2 separate regions of the Sus scrofa genome follow, and region 1 is linked to region 2. Evidence: chromatin contacts called from public promoter capture Hi-C data. All regions are on one chromosome and are shown on one strand. Each heading gives the region's core, a stretch centred on a gene start, on an enhancer-like site or on the middle of the called end of the contact. The rest is flanking DNA. Distances are from core to core; before and after follow the strand shown.

Region 1 (4,436 bases), core at 902-3,401, 110 kb after region 2:
GGGGACACCGAGGCCGGGGTAGGAGCCGGACGGTGGTGAGGAAGTACATGAGACAAAGATGTCCTTATGGGAAGGAGGAGGCTTCTCAGCAGAAATGGATTCCCGGCTTGGAGGGGAGCTGGCAGCAGCCTGCAGGGGAAATAACCGGGAATGAAAGGCTCAGACAGAGAGATGAGGAGTGACAGACACCTGGAAGAAGGGACAGGCCAAGGTGGGGATCGAGGAAGACCTAGAGGGAGAGCCTGAGACCCAGAGGGGCCCAGCGACCTAAGGAGAGGGACCAAAGTCCCAGAGATAGAGGGACAGAGACCGTGAGGGTGGACAGGGACACCTGGTAGGGTCCCAGAGAGAGGGGGACACAGAGGCTGAGAGCATGGAAACTTGGACAACAGAGAGAGATCTAAAAAGATTCAGCATCATCGCGCGCAGGGTTAAGGAGACTCAGAAACAACGATCAATCAATTAAGACAGAATCAGAACTTCAGACCGAGGCAACACCTGAGACGCAAGCTCTGCAGAGCATGAGAGCCCGGGGCTTGGGGTGAGGGACCACTAGCACTGGGGAGGAACCTGGCCTCACCCAGGAGGCTGCGCCAGAAGGCGGTGACAGTGGCAGAGCCAGTGACAGCACCGGGCTCAGCTGGGTTCTCCCTGTGGGTGTGCACAGCAAAGCTTCGGCCTGTGGGGCCTGGGGGGCCGCTCAGCTCCACATCCACCACGTGCATGTCCTTGAGGCTGAGGCAAGGAAGGTAATCAGTGCTACTGGCCTGGCCCCAGCCCAGACCCCCTGCTCAGCTTGGCTCACCTGAAATCAGCCACAAGCACCCCAATCACACGGTCAAAGCCCAGGCTGGGGGCGGCCAGGGCAGCAGCTGCCATGGTGTTAGAATTTCGGGGGGCAAAGGGGCAGAGCCCACGGACAGGGCCTTCATAGAGCACGGTGCGAGGCCCGGTGCTGTGCGCTGTAGCCAGGGGTCCCTCGAGCCGGAAGCCATCGGGGTGTGTGGCCATGGTGACTCGGAGGCTCTGGAAGTGAGAGCCAGGGTCAGGGGGGCTAGGGATCTCTGTTGGCCCTTTCCAGTTCCCGGGGAGCCCAGCGGACCCTCACCTGGAGGCCTCCGGCTTTGTCCAATCTGGTGATGTCGTCAGTGCCCCACAGGGCACCTCGGGCCACGAACACAGCGTGGCCCCAGCGATGCGAGGCCTCCAGGAGCCGCTGCTCCGTGGCCTGCTCAGCCAGGGCCGAGGGGGAGCCCACCTGGGGAAGATGAAGGCGGGGCGGGGCTGAGGTCAGATGACGGATCCCATTTAGAGGGGGGTGGTGCCAAGGCGAAAGAGGCAGGGCTCACCAGGAGATGGGCATAGCGCAGGATCTCTGCCCCAGATTCGTGGATTATTTTGGGATGGGCCACTTCCACCACAAGGTCAGGGTGCCTGGGAACGGGGAGGGGAGGGGGGAAGGCCTTGAAGACATAATAGAGCTCCCCTCCCCAGATTCCCTGAGTCTATGGAGGCCTGTCCCTCTTCGCCCTGGCTGGGGAGGGGAAATGGGCCGGAATCTTGTCCTATTTCACATTTGGGTGAACCAAAGCCCAGAGAGGGTGAGAGACTCTCCTGAGAGCACACAGCACCCAAGGGAGCCAGAAGAGGAGCTTCAAAGAGTCCCACTCTCTAGGGCAAGGTCACTGACCTCTCCCCGAGAGCAGCAAGGTTCTGGAGCTGCAAGGAAGGGGGTACGCTCCCCGCCATTCGTCCTGGGTCACGGTTCCAGACGAAAACGAGTTCGAGGCCCAGTTCTGGTCCCTGAGTCAGCAAGTGGGAGACAAGGGACTGCCCTGGGGAGAGGGGAAGAGACTCAGAGAGAAGGGGACAGAGCCCCGTGGTGGGGAATGGGAGGTGCTCAGGCAGACACAGAATCAGCCGGCCGCTGATTGAGACAGAGATGGAAGATGTGTGCGTGGAAGGCACAGGGGCTCTGGAAGCTTCAGAAAGGGGCTGGGGAAGAGGCCCCAGACGGTCAAGGACTCACCGAGGCGGCCGTAGCCCACTATGCCCACCTTCCTTGGGACCTGGTCGAGGGCCATGCCCTTGGGTGTGATGGTCAGGGGGCTGAGCTCCACCGGCGGCTCGCTACCCACTGCCCACCCCCACTGAAGGTTTGGGCAGCAGCTGATCTTTGGACATTTGACCCTTGAGCCTCTCCGGAACCTCCCCCCTTCCTCCAGCAGCGGCCCAGAGGTGGGGGTGTGGGTGTGCCGCGTGGGGGTGGGATGAGAATCTGGGGGGGCACTGGGCACGATGGTCTGGGGTTCTGGGGCCCTGAGTTTGTCCCCCCTGCCGGCCCCCCGTACCCGGCCCATTCCTTCTCTGCATCACATCCTCCTCCTTTCCTGCTGATGTGGAAAATTTCCTCTGCAGTCCCCTGCCCCCCTTTCTGGCTGGCCAGGTTGTCATGGAAACTGCATCCTACTTGGGGTGGGGATAGAGAAGGCTGGGAGCCAAGGATGGGAGCTGGCGATGCGGGACTCCTGCTCTGTCTGTCCCCTTGCTCCTGTGTTTTCCCACCTTTGCGGCCACTTCCCCTGCGCCTTGGCACCCGTGTTCCTCATCAGCCTCCCTCCTTCGTGTTTTCCTCCCTTGGTTCTCTGGCTCTGATCTCTCAGGTCCTTGCGTCTCTCCACCTCTTCCCGGATCTCCAGCCCTCTTGCTTCCACCCTGCCGCCTCTGGGCTGGCTGCCATTCTGCCCCCAACCAGGCCAGGCCCTCGTCTCCTCCCTACCCCAAGGTCTGCGGGAGGACTGGCCTGGCCGTGCCCGTTTCCCTGCAAGGCAGCAGGAGCTGGAGTTGGACTCACCCTAGTCTCAGTGGTCCCCAAACCTCCTCCAGCTCCCCTCCAGAACCTTCCTTCCTCCAGTCTGATCATTCCTCTGTTCACCTTGACTTCTCTCACCTTGTCCTCCCCTCCCCCAGCCACGATGCCACCAGCTTCCACCATCCCCCTCATAGTCTCACTCCCATGCCCATCCCTCCCTTCCCCCCACCTCCATGGCCAAGGAGCAGCCTGTGAGGCTCGTGGAGGCCCCGAGCGCCCCCGAATGAGCCCCAGCCACTGCGCCTCGCGGGTGCCTGGCATTGGAAATGGCGGAGGCTGCGGCAGTGTCGGCTCCCTGCCCCCAACCACCTGGTACCCGCTGCAGCGTTGCCGTGGCAACCAGGATGAGGCCCTGAAAGAGGACGAGCGAGAAAGAGCGCATGAAAGAGGGAGTGGAGCGAGCGGGGAGCCAGGCATCACTTGAGACAAGAGTTCTGAGTCGACAGGCCTTGAGAGCAGACAAGCCAGGCAGATAGGGTCGGGGACCCCAGACATGTCCCAGAGGCGGCTGCCACGGCCGATAAGGGAAGAATTTGCTTGAAGAGCCCCAGGTGGGGGAGAGATAAGATGCTGTGGGGGCAGAAACAGGCAGGGAGGTAGCGCAGGGCCAGGCACATGGGCCCGGCTCAGGCCCTCTCAGGGCACAAGGGGCCCCCGGGTGGGGTGGCAGGGGGCTTCCTGCCCACCCCGCTTTTGGTTGTGGACATCAGTTGTGGATGCCCCTGAGCCTGGCCGTCCTGCGCATGTGCCAGGCCTGCTGTGTAGGGGAGCGGGCCCAGGCTGGAAGGAGGGGAGGAAGGGGGCCCCTGTATGGCCACGGCTATGTCTGCACGGAGCAGTGACTCATCCTGAGTGACAAGGTGTTGTAAGTTGTAAGGTCACGCCTGCCTCCACTGGCCTCTGCCTGTCTAGACAGCATGAAACGGTAGCCCTTGTGGGCACTTGCCCTCTGGAGGCTGAAATGTTGGCCCTTGGCCTCCCCCTGCTCCACCAGCAGCTGCCCGCTGTCCTGGCCGACCCCTGGCATTTGCTCCCACTCGCTGGCTCTTGTCCCTCTGAGGGGTCTGTGTGTGGCCCCTGCCCTTCTGAGCTACAGCGTGGTCCCCTCTGACACCCTGGGCCTCCAGCCTCTGAGTTAACAAGACCGACGTGCAGTCCTGTCGGCCCCACAGGCCCCAGCTGCGGCTAGAGCACCCCCCACCGCCCTGGCCCACCCTGCTCACTCCGCCCCTCCCCTTCAACGCTTTCACCAAGGCAGGGTCCTGAATGGGTCTGCAGTGGAGACAGACCCGTTCTGGTTTGGCTCCGTGATGGGCTGGATTGCATCCTCGCCTCCTGTCAAAGTGGGTGTGCCTTTGTTTGGAAAGAGGTTCTTTGCAGATGATGGAGATGAGGCCGTACTGGAGTTGGGGGGGGGTCCCTAATCCAGTCTGACTGGTGTCCTTATAAAAAGGGAAAATTTGGACCCAGAGACGTACCCAGAGGGAAGGTGATGTGGAGACAGAGAGAACTCCCTGTGGAGACGGGAGGCGGGGACTGGGGGGGGACCCTGCTCCAAGCCAAG
Region 2 (3,931 bases), core at 1,090-3,589:
GTGATGTCAGCATGACGTCTACTGGAAGAATCAGGAAGAGGGCGGTCTTTTCCCCCTCCCACCCTCATTGGATTATAAACATGAGCCTCCTCACCTGCCCACCTGTATCTCTCACAAGCGTCCTATCTTAATAAATCCATTTCTTGCCTACCACTTATCTTTCGCTAAATTCCTTCTGCACTGAGACACAAACAGAACCTGCGCCTCAGTATCAGGTGCGTCCAGACACCAGGTGAGTGACCCCGGGTTCAAGTCCCCGTCCCGGTTTATGCTGGGTGTTTCCATTTCAGTTTGTGTTGGTGCTGTGACAAGTGTTCGATCCCTGGCCCGGGAACTTCCACATGCAGAGTGTGTGTGTGGGGGGGGGGGTGTCAGGGGAAGAGCCATCAGGAAAGTACAAATTAAAACCATGATGAAATATCTATTCACACCCACTAAAAGGACCATAATAAAAAAAGACAGAAAATACCAAGCAGTGGTAAGGTAGCAAAGAAACTGAAATCTTGGGATAGCGTTGCCGGGGATGTAAAGAGATGCACGTGGTCTGGCAGCTCCTCAAAAGAGTTAAATAAAACACACACAGGACACGACACAACACAACACACACACACGACAAAAGCTACACATAAAACTTAAATAATCGCATGGCGTATTAAATCAAAGACATTAATTTACATTAATTAGAAATCGAGTCACATTTTTTTTAAGGTTCACCATGGCAGCACTTGGAGGATTTTAACATGTAACTGAATGAGAAGTTCCCATTGTGGTGCAGTGGTTAACGAATCCGACTAGGAACCATGAGGTTGTGGGTTCAGCCCCTGCCCTTGCTCAGTGGGTTAAGGATCCGGTGTTGCCCTGAGCTGTGGTGTAGGTTGCAGACACAGCTCGGATCCCTCGTTGCTCTTGTGTAGGCCGGCAGCGGCTACAGCTCCAATTTGACCCCTAGCCTGGGAACCTCCATATGCCACGGAGTGGCCCCAGAAAAGCCAAAAAACAAAACAAAACAAAAACAAACAAACATGTAACTGAACAAAATCCTGAAATGCCCCTAGGGGGTTGCTTTATGTTTGAAAAAAATTCTTTTTCCATTTTATAGGCAATTTCTGTGTTTATCATAAGCTTCATGCTAAGGATGGAGAATTCTGGTGAATTGTAAATAGTATTGTGCCATTCTATCATTTGCTTGGGGCCAATTAAAATTTGTTTTACATCTGTACATGTTAAAAAAAAAGTAAACACAGAGTTACTGTAGAACTCAGAAACTCCACTCCTAAGTACACGGGAGTTCAGTCATCTCCCAATGCCGTGTTAGTCACTCTGCTTTATTGGTAAACAACCTCGGGTGGAAAATCCCACAGCTTGAAGGCCACGCTGGAATGGACAAAACAAGTCAAAAGAGACCATAGAGTATATATTCCCATTTTAAAATTTTTTATTGTTTATTTTTTGGTGCAGAAACCCAGGAACGAAATACTCCCATTTTTTAAAAAATGCTTATATGCTCGATATAGATCTAATTGTAATTGAAAAGACTTTGGAACAACTCTCATCTTCTACCTGTCCAAGTATTGAGTTTTCTTTTTGCTTTTCTTTTTTGGTCACGCTGTGGCAGGTGGAAGTTCCTGGGCCAGGGAATTGAACCCGTACCACAGCAGCAACCCGGGCCGCTGCAGAGTCAACACCGGATCTTTAACCCCCTGAGTCACAAGGGAGCTTTCTTTCTTTTTTTTTTTTTTTAATTCTTCCTATCACCAAATTATTTATTTTATGGCCCCACTTGGAGCAAATGGAAGTTCCCCGGCCAGGGACTGAATTCAAGCCCAGCAACAGCCAGATCCTTTAACCCAATGTGCCTGCCAAATGGAACCCGCACCTCCGCAGTGACCCGAGCCACTGGAGTCGGATTCTTAACCCACTGGCGGGCAGCAGGAACTCCCGAATTATTTTTAAAATACATTTTTTTTCTGCGTCTAGGTATGTAATTAACTTATTTAAAACCAACAAGCAGCTCAGTTCCAAAATCTGAAAAAATTATAACAACCAAAAAAGAACAAATACGCTTTAGAAGAGCCATGGGGGGAAAAAAGCTGTAGCCGGGGAGACGACGCCGGTAAATCCCGCGAGCCCAGGGAGGCACAGGGCAGAGTTTAAAGCAACACTGGGCGGGGCAGGGAGGTTTGGGACTAGCCACGCCGCCCTCCCGCCCCACTTTGGATTGAATGGAACCGGAACTCTTCTTCCGGCCTTCCGTGGAGCTACCCGGTAACGCGAACTTCCGGGCGGCAGCCGCCATCCGTAAGAGACAGCCGCTTAGGCTACCCCTAGACGGACCGGAATTCCGTCATCCTGACTCCACGCCCACTTCCGGAAGTGACGCGTGGTGGGGTTGCCGGAAGAAGTGGCGAAGTTACTTTTGAGGGGACCCTAGTCGCGGCGCCGTGCCAGCAGATACGGAGGCGGCAGAAGAGAAGCAGAACAAGGGGACGAAAGCAGGTGCACCCGAGTGTGGGGAGACGCGGGAGGAGCCCTGGGCCTGGGGCTTCCCGGCGTTCCCCGCGCTGCTTGGCTCAGCCCCCTCCTCTCCTTCCACCCCTTCCCTTCCTTAGCTCGCGCCGCCGCCGGCTGTTTCCAGGGCAACAAAAGTAGGAGACCCCCACAAGAAGCCGCCCACGAGACCCTCGCGCGCAGCCATGAGCCCCGCCCCCCACTGGTGTTCGGAGAGGGGCGGGACCTGGAGAGAGGTATGGGGGCGGAGCATCACGGGAAGGGGTGGAGGCAGGATGTGATGGGAGGGGGTGGGGCGGGGCCTGGAAGGGATGGGGAGACCTAGGAGGTGTGGGCGGAGCATAATGGGAGGAGGTGGGATCAGAATGAGAGATGAGGGCGCTTCCTCGGTGGAGGTGGAGTGAAGTCTGAGTAAAAGTAGGTGGGGTGAAACTGGATGGGAGAGAGGAAGTGAGGGTAGAGCACTTGAAACTGCAGGGACGAAGGGACGGGACGTTTCTGGAAAAAGCGGGTGGGCGGGATCTAGGAGTGGTTGGGGTCTAGGGGAGGGCGGGGCTTGGCCCTGCTGAGGGCTGTCCTGGAGCATAAGGGGGCGTGGCCTGTTAGAACTGGGTGGGAGGGTCCGAAGGCTGTCAGGGGCTGGGAGTGGGGTTTGTACACAGTAGGGTGAAGAGTCTGGAAGAGATGAAGAGGGAGGTGCCCCATTGAGACCTGTGGCTGGCGTAACCTGACCCTCTCTGGCCCCACAAGGCTCTCAGGCCCCCTGTATTCTGCAGGCTGCTCCGTGACCCCACCATGTCCACCCCCACCACGAGTTCCCTGGACACCCCCTTGCCTGGTGGTGAGTGACTCTCCCCCACCCAGCCACTGCCCCCCCGCCCCATCAGACTATTGTCAGGAGAAACCCACTGTGCCTCCATCTCCCAGGTAATGGTCCCCTTCAGCCCAGCACTCTGTCGTCTTCATCCGATGGAAAGGAGGATGGCCCTGAGCCATTGCCCGGAGGGGCGGACCCTGATGTCCCGAGCACTGACGGGGCCGGCTCAGCCTCCGTTGTGGGTGAGATGGCGCCCAGGCACACGGACTGGGGTTGGTATGGAGGTTTGAGGTGGGATCTAGGAAGGGAGAAAGAGCAGAAGCGGGGCCGGGCAGCGCTAGTTCCTCTCCCAGGCATCCTTGCCACCTCTTATTTTGGTCCACTGAGGTTCACTGACATACACATCTTTCTCTCTCATCGTCATCTCTCTGGGTCACCCTCTTCACTCTGGTTCTTTGCCTCCGATCTTTCGTGGATGTTTCCCTTCTGGCCACCGTTTATCTTTGTGGATTTGTCTCTCATGGCTTCTGTCCACTCATGCCAGTCATCCTAGACCCAGCAGAGGAGCCGGAGCGGAAGCGAAAGAAGGGCCCGGCTCCAAAGATG

The links. Promoter capture Hi-C pulls out the DNA fragments that hold promoters and counts their contacts.
Region 1: a contact with region 2 is called in a promoter capture Hi-C map of liver, with 4 times the contacts expected there. The contact joins the promoter of ASPDH here to the promoter of NR1H2 in region 2. A contact is called at or near these places in 1 of 5 promoter capture datasets (liver), 2 of 47 Hi-C or Micro-C datasets (liver and skeletal muscle) and 1 of 2 datasets of contacts at active chromatin or transcription factors (alveolar macrophages).

What each region holds. Positions count from the first base shown.
Region 1 is chr6:55,341,386-55,345,821 of Sscrofa11.1, forward strand. ASPDH (aspartate dehydrogenase domain containing) reads right to left here and starts at 2,152. Exons shown (of 7, transcript NM_001243870.1): 1 at 2,030-2,152; 2 at 1,691-1,835; 3 at 1,350-1,434; 4 at 1,109-1,258; 5 at 806-1,026; 6 at 581-735; 7 at 1-129. The coding sequence starts at 2,084. The coding sequence ends at 86.
Region 2 is chr6:55,236,197-55,240,127 of Sscrofa11.1, forward strand. It overlaps NR1H2 (oxysterols receptor LXR-beta), which reads left to right and starts at 2,340. Exons shown (of 10, transcript XM_005664782.3): 1 at 2,340-2,496; 2 at 2,610-2,744; 3 at 3,285-3,349; 4 at 3,436-3,567; 5 at 3,870-3,931. The coding sequence starts at 3,304.